Regions from separate parts of the Mus musculus genome. Here region 1 is linked to region 2. Evidence: chromatin contacts called from public Hi-C data. All regions are on one chromosome and are shown on one strand. Each heading gives the region's core, a stretch centred on a gene start, on an enhancer-like site or on the middle of the called end of the contact. The rest is flanking DNA. Distances are from core to core; before and after follow the strand shown.

What was found. A called contact is a pair of places that touch in the nucleus more often than the background predicts.
Region 1: a contact with region 2 is called in a Hi-C map of liver, with 2.3 times the contacts expected there. The contact joins two enhancer-like sites. A contact is called at or near these places in 2 of 484 Hi-C or Micro-C datasets (cortical neurons and liver) and 1 of 115 datasets of contacts at active chromatin or transcription factors (pancreatic cancer cells).

Annotation. Positions count from the first base shown.
Region 1 is chr15:54,864,274-54,868,024 of GRCm38.p6, reverse strand. Enpp2 (ectonucleotide pyrophosphatase/phosphodiesterase 2) reads left to right here. Exons shown (of 25, transcript NM_015744.4): 14 at 1,265-1,296; 15 at 1,986-2,113. Among named protein-coding and RNA genes, the nearest start is that of Enpp2, 54 kb to the left of the region's middle. Within about 2 kb of position 1,329, at least 16 of the 459 cell types and tissues checked have an H3K27ac peak or open chromatin away from gene starts, as enhancers often do. A contact at or near this core is called in liver, where this site is marked.
Region 2 is chr15:54,598,500-54,602,481 of GRCm38.p6, reverse strand. It overlaps Mal2 (mal, T cell differentiation protein 2), which reads right to left. Exons shown (of 4, transcript NM_178920.4): 3 at 3,916-3,982; 4 at 1-1,811. The coding sequence ends at 1,740. Among named protein-coding and RNA genes, the nearest start is that of Mal2, 29 kb to the right of the region's middle. Within about 2 kb of position 2,586, at least 6 of the 459 cell types and tissues checked have an H3K27ac peak or open chromatin away from gene starts, as enhancers often do. A contact at or near this core is called in liver, where this site is marked.

The sequences.
Region 1 (3,751 bases), core at 80-2,579, 270 kb before region 2:
CTCTAAACTATCAAAAGACATGGATTTATTCTGTTTAGCCCCTGTGAAGACTGTTTCACAAGGCCAAAGCGTGTAGAGTTCAGAACATGGCTGGATCAGTGAGACTGTGGACCGTGCTCCAGCGTGCAAGCCCCCTTACCTTCTAAATCTAATTGGCTGATTGAAGATTCTGATCATCCTGTTATCATTATGAATGAATGATCACAGAAGTACCTCTCAAAGCTCTTTGAGAGAAATGGGTGCACAGCATGGACTCAAATATTATTGTCATGATCGCTTGCTTGCTGCCCATTAGATGCAGCCACGAAAATTTAGGTAGAATATCAACAAATGCTTATTATTGTTTTTGAGCAGATGTGTTTATGTAGTACTTACTAAGCACCAATCCCCGGGGACCAGAGCAGTGAATCTCTCTCTCTCTCTCTCTCTCTCTCTCTCTCTCTCTCTCTCACACACACACACACACACACACACACACAGAGTCTCCTCTGAATATTGCTCTTCCCTTTTTCCTGATTCTATAATGACATACTGAAGTGCCCTTTTACTTTTGCAAACAAACAGCCTACAATCTCATTTTCCATACAATCCCCACAGAGGGCCACCTTGACAGTAAGATCCAGGATGCATACAGCTTTCATTCCGTACTTTAGTCTAGTTCTGAGTGTAGGCTGAAATAGTCTTTGTCTCCTGGCAGTAAACACACACACACACACACACACACACACACACACACACACACACGGCTACACACATGTGAGCCTACAGCTGCAGAGGAGTGTTCACCTATGTAATTAGACCTGTGATATCACCACAGAAACTGCGTATGTGCTGCATTAGAATCTCATCTCACCGTGATTGGTTCCTTGTTCCAGAGCATTGCAGGGGAACAGGAGGGGATGATAAAAGACCCTTAAAGATGGCCAGATCAGTTCCTGGCATGAAACTGTCAGTAAATTCATGTGAGGGCTGCACAGGGATCTGTTTGGGAAAATTTGAAGCCCGTTACCAAGCAGTACCCTTGAGCTTTGGAAGACGACTTCCTTTCTAGACCAGCAGGCCAGCATCATACGTTGCAAGAGCTGTGGGCTTTGTTCCACTGGTTTAGCTACTCCTGTTATTAGAATACGAGACACTTACACCCAATTACACATCTGTTCAAAATGACACTCAAAGGGGTGGAAGTATCAAGTCTCTGTTAAAAACAAAAAATCACTTTTCTCTGTGATTGTGTTTTGAAATCTTTTTCCCTTTCTCTGCACAGATGACCCTAAAGCCATTATTGCTAACCTCACGGTAAGTGTTGCAAGGCCTCTGCCCTTGGAGCAGCTTCGATACGCTCACCTGCCCATGTTTGCCTTCCTGGTGGGTGGTTAGGAACATTTTCCTCACTGACCTGCAGTCCCGTGTATTTGTTTCTCCTAAGCTTTCAAAACTTCTGGACCGAGGTCAGCTGAAGACTCCCCAATGGTCTTGGCGATGATCCAAACTGAGGCTTTGTTCTTCTTATTAAGCCGAGCAGTATTTGCTCATGATTAATCAAATCTTGACTTACTCTCAAACAGATCTGCCCCCATCTTCTACTTCCCCTGGTCCCAGATAGAGACTTCAAAGCCCTTGAGCTTATCATCAGATAGGCCTGCACATGTCTACCCCTCTCCTTTCACCGTGCCTCCCACTCCTTGATTTGAAGCAGTTGGGAAAGACCTTGAGTTTTAAACTGCCTTCAGTCTTGGGCTCAAGAGTCAGTAATTAAGAATTCCTCCCCCTTCTGATAGCCTATGACTTATTTCTAAAGTTGTCTAACTCCCTAGGAACCTGTATGCTTTTAGCATACATTATGTAATAAGGGCTAACACGTTCCATTTGTTTAGTAACCATCCTTTTGTTGGGCTAGCATGGTTTTCAAGAGACAGCCTGGGATTTTTTTTTTCTTTTTGGTAGAAAACCTCCCTCCATAAGACCAATATTCACTTATATTTCAGTGTAAAAAACCAGATCAGCACTTTAAGCCTTACATGAAACAGCACCTTCCCAAACGTTTGCACTATGCCAACAATCGGAGAATCGAGGATCTCCATTTATTGGTGGAACGCAGATGGCATGTTGCAAGGTAACAAGGGGAACCTGTCTCTCTTTGTCTTTGCAAGTGCTTATTTGGCACCTGGAAATCCTTTAAGATTCTTGGTCATTACTAAGAGAAATCTGGGCTGGAAATCTCATTGTTTAAATGGTGTGTGTGTGTGTGTGTGTGTGTGTGTGTGTGTGTGTGTGTATGTGTGTGTCTGTGTAGTAGATAACTAATGAGAATAGAAAGAACTTTATCTCTAGTTCCTGGGTCTTCTTTTAGTTTCTCATGCATCACTGTGCACAAGTTTTATGGCAATATTCTCGTCTCTATCTTTTATCCCTTGAGCAACTTGAAATACAGGTAGGGTGTTGCTGAGGTGGTCCTGGTTGATGTGATTGCAGTGTTTGTGGAAGGCCCCTGGAAGTGTTAATCTCAAAACCTCTGTTGGTGTGGACATGCTTCACATCGCTCAAAACCCAACTGGTGTTTGCCTCCATCAAAAGTCTCTTCCAGATCAGGAGACCACCCTTTCCTTTGGAGTCTGCTGTAGAGCATGTCTGGGGGCTTTGCCACTTCTACAGAGTCAGCTGCCACAAATTTAGTCATTTTTTTACATAGACCTGGAAGTAGTGTTTTCTCACTCATTCTTGTTCTAACTTCGATTACAAGATAAGTGTGATGAATATGCCTGTAGTACTAATTGAATAAGTCGATGTGCTCTTGAGCTGGTCAATAGTTTATAATAGTTAATAGCTAAGCATGAGAAGATCATGAAAACGGTGGTTCCCTAGAAACTCGTCACTAGAAAACAGACGCGCACACAGCATGTAATCTCTTACAGTAACTGTAAAAGAACAAAAGAATGATATGAAACTCAGAAATTATTGGAACCACATAGAATAGACTAAAATTTATGTAGAATTGTTTCATAAGAGACATGCCCTAAATAGCTTGGCTGACTATGTCCTCTGCAGGACCTTAAATGCTGGGGGCACCAAGGAACAGAAAAAAAAAAACTTGGTGAAGTTGTCTAGTTTATATAAAAAAGTCTATTTTGGAGCAGAAGTTAAGTGAGAGATGATAGTAGTTGAGCAATTTAGTGAAGAGCAAACGCAGGTATTAAATCCTTTGAAGTTCAGGTTGCGGAGTTATTATACATACATATGTGTAATATATTTACATACACATTACTATCCTAGGTCTAAGTTACTCTTGGGTAGAAACCAATTTGTTAGATTTCTTTATTTTTCCCCAAGTGCTATTCTTCAGTAATATGGGCCCTGCCTGTACTTAGGCAATACTTAATAACACACTTAGGTAATGGGGTCTTTCTGTCACAAAGTTAAGAGTAAATGATCCTGATGTCTTGCAAGCAATATTTTCATTTCCTCCCTACTTCTAAACAGATTTTCTAGGTAAGGCCCGGCTTTTATTAACTATGCTATGGTTAGTGTTAAATTGATCATGTCATGAACTCTGATTTTTCTTTTCCTACCAGGTAAGTTTACCTACAAACATTTTTTATAGAATGCAGAGCTCCACGAACTGATTCAACATTGCGTATTTTTAAATGCCTCCTGTGTTTTGGGACTGAGCTTGGTGATCACATAGCGGGGAGAGATATTTTGTTAAGTCCAAGCATGAGACATAGAGAGACTTTGACTTCTTTTCAAAACCTCC
Region 2 (3,982 bases), core at 1,337-3,836:
TTTTAGTGATTCCACGTACAATGTATCTTTATGGCACATTTGTGACTTCATAGTATATAATTCATAATACAGGTTTTTCAGTGTGTGGTCTGGAGCTGGAAAAACAGGAGGGAAGTCTGGCATTTTAGAAGAGCTAAGACATGAGTGGAAAGCCATAAGACTGATTTCTTCAACCTACATATAGAAATACATCTCGTCTTCAGCTGTATTACAAACTGAGGTCCCCGTTGGTTCTTCTTCTGGGGGAGTATTAGATAAACAGCACTTGAACACTGGGCATTGATGCTATTCATTCATGTTTTTCACTATGTTCCAGGGAGTCCAATACTCCAACCATACATGGCACTCTTAGGTGATGGGTCAGCTCGAGAGCAATTCCCAAGCCTCCATTTCCAAAGGCAGCCCTACTAAAACAATAGGGAATTGGCCTGTATGAGAATGCGGTGGGAACTGTGGTCACTCATGATCTGTTGCCAAGCCTGCGACACATACAGGTGGACTAGGATTGTTTTCTGTTCTATTCAGCCAGATCCAGTTTTTGTTTTAGCTCTTGTGTTAAATGTCCTTTGCCTGTCTGACACCAATGTAAAAACAACATAGATATCTGGGCTATTATCAAAGCATGTAAGAATCTATAGCTTTATGTTATAGTTAATCTGTTACTCAAATTCAGCTCAGAAAGCAATGCAAAAACAATAAGAAGTTAAAAATTCAACTCTTCAGAGAGCTATTTGGAAAAGCTTTACATACATAAATATTTATATATTCATGCATAGGCCAAACAACCACAGTCTATGGCATAAATAAACCAAAAGAAAGACATCAGTAGCAAGATACTAGATCCAGTAGTGATTAATTGCCTCTGGGGATCATGTCTTAAGTACTCTCGTGTGAGTGCCTTGCTGAGCTATTAGGAAATCATTAGTTTGGAGTTTATTTCCTACCTTATTTTGCTCTTCATCCAAGGCTCTGCTGGGGTTAGCTTGAGAAATTATATGACCTTCCAAGGGTAATATTTGACTATTAAACAAAGGCAATGTGATTGATGCATAATGAAACAAAATATGTTATGTGGCTTGTCTAATGAGGTTTCATGATTAGTTCAATAGAACACAGAACACCTAAGGTTTTTATGGCAGTAGTTGATAAAATTATGGTCTGTAGACCACATCCAGTTTTGCTCCCTTTTTGAAATAAGCTTTATTAGGATACAGACATTTATTTACACATCATCTGTAGCTGCTTTTATGTTATCATAGGATGGAACAATTGCCACAGAGGCTATATGGCCTATTAAAGCCTACATATGTGCTACCTGGCCTTTTTGTAAAAAAAACATGTGTATCATTTCCTGTTTTATACTAAAGATAGAATTAGATGAGAAGCCTGCATGAGATGTATTGTTTTAGTTATTTACTATTATTAAGGTTCGGGTGACTCAACCAAAAAAAAAAAAAAGGAATACTATTGTTTTGTGAACAGTGCCTGTGTATTTTAAGAATATACAATGGAAATGCATTTAAAAAGAAACGAGAGATGAAAAAGGAAAGGATACTTCTCTAACATCAGAACAAAATGAAAATCCCACCCATGTAACAAACCACAGCTTGCACTGAGGTCCTCTCTGTACTAAGCTAACAATGTTTGGAATGTTATATTGGGACAAATGGTACCCAAGTGATCAGACATATAAAGTAGACAAATGAAACCAGCACACAACTGTCAGTTTCCAAGGAGTGTTACGGTCGCCATCTTCGCAAAGCCAGACCCAAACTGCAACCATAACAAGCTGTTGTCATGAAGGCAAAAACCTAAGAAAAGGAAAAAGAAACACTGTCATCAGATTCACAACATGGACTTTTAGAAGTTGCATCCTGAGAGACCACTGAACAAATCCTCGACAACTGACCTGTAGATACTTCAACAGGACAAGAGTTTAGAGTGATCTGTGTTTCGATGACTTTGCTTCGTTACCTCCCAGAGCTGGCCCTCCCTTTGTACACTATAGCTCTTAGCTTTCATATCTGCAGGCAGCCTTACTTTCACCATTCGCTCACATGTCAAGCTTACTTGTTAAGTATTTATGAAACCCTAGGCAGTGTATTAAAAAATTCACTCTGAGTTATCTCATCATCCAGTAGTTTCATAGCTAAGAAGACAGTAACTATCAGACCCCAAGGACACATCAAATCATTTCTGTCATCTTTAGAACTCAGTAGACAAAACCCATAGGAATGTGTTCTGAGTTCTGTTCCTCCTCAGGTGGGAGACAGTTGTCCCAGGCCAAGCCCTCTTGGAGCTGTTTCCTTGGTGTCACGGTTGGCGTCATTAACACCCGCTGTGCATACATCACTGTGCTTGGTGCAGATAAACAAATAGTACCCATTGTCCAGAAATGACATTCAGAGGCTATGAGTCAAAGGAGAGACGATTCCAGGCCAATTCAAAATGATAAAATATGACTCTATAGGGCAGAGATTCCTTTGTTTGTTTTTCAAGACAGGGTTTTTCTGTGTGGTTCTGGCTGTCCTGGAACTCATTCAATAGACCAGGCTGGCTTCAAACTCAGAGATCGATTGCCTTTGCCTCCCAAGTACTGGGATTAAAGGCATGTGTCACCATCGCCTGGTACCTGGCAAGGGTAGAGATTCCTAACCAGGAAACTGCAGCCTGAGAAGGGAGGACAGATCCATTCACAGAAATTTTTGTCACAGTTTAATTAACCCTTCCCATTTTGCTTGTTTTGGTAATATATTTTTAATATCGACAATGCCCTCTGAGTGAGAATAATTGCTTTGGGAATTTGTCAATAGTGAGAGGGAATTGCCTCTATCCTCAACTCTACTGAGTGAAAAAGGAAAGGGAAACACTTAGCCCAGTGGGACACATGAATGCATGAGCAATTTCAGCTGCTGAAAACTCAAGACCTGGAGTTCTGACTGGACTGGAGTGAGTGGAAAAAAATGGAACGCCATGAAAGACTTGAAGCATTGGTCTACGCATCGAGGTAGCTCCCCTCTGGCAGGGGGGACAAAGACACAGGTTTTCAGAAGAAGCATATCTGGAAAAGAACAGTCTAGAAACTTCCAAAACTAAAGAGGAAAAGATACTAGGTCCGGTAATGCACTATAGGAACTATTTAACATCAATTAAGATGCTTCATTTCAGAAAGCAGTTTCAATTTGTAGTAGTTTTAAAAATTATCCATGAGACCAACCTGGTTTACCAAGTGAGTTTCAGGAGAGCCAGGCTGTTAAACAGAGAAAGCCTATCTCTCAAACCACCTCCGACCTCCCCCCCCAAAAAAATTATCCATGAAAACAAAAAATTATTATTTCTTTTCACTATTTAATACAAAATGACAGGTTCACTACAGTGTATGAATGAGAGAGGATTCATGTTTTAAAGTCCCCAGAGAAGGCTTTCTCCTGTATCCCATCTGTCACAGTGACTGGTGAATTTGCCTTCCCGCTCACCAGCACTGACCCCAACACTAAGAACTGATACTTGTTCATGTCAGCCCCACCCTGAGAAAACACCCTTCTATTTGGCAGACCCACGGTGAATATGCAGCCAATAATCCAAGTTGAAAATGGGCACAAGGTTAAAAAGAGCAAAGTCCCCTCACCAGGTCTGAACTTTACAAAGAGAGAACACTAGAGTGCATTCTTTTTATAAAATCAAGCACTAATAGACTTGTTGCCTTCCCAGATAATGTCAACAGGGTTGGTCTGCAGTACAGTCACACATAATGGGAGTGATGAGAGGACTTTGCTCACAGGACAACAAAATAGATACATAAATAGCTATTATACATTTGATTCTAAAGGCTACTATTAAAAGGCCACTGATGCCCGAGGAGTCTCCTGGATGCTGGACCATGAAAGGACGATGCTTTTCCTATGGTGCACTTACTGTGGCGGCCACGTTGATGTTATACTGGTTGTCGTTGAGTAGTGGCTTCACAGTCATGGTTGTGTTG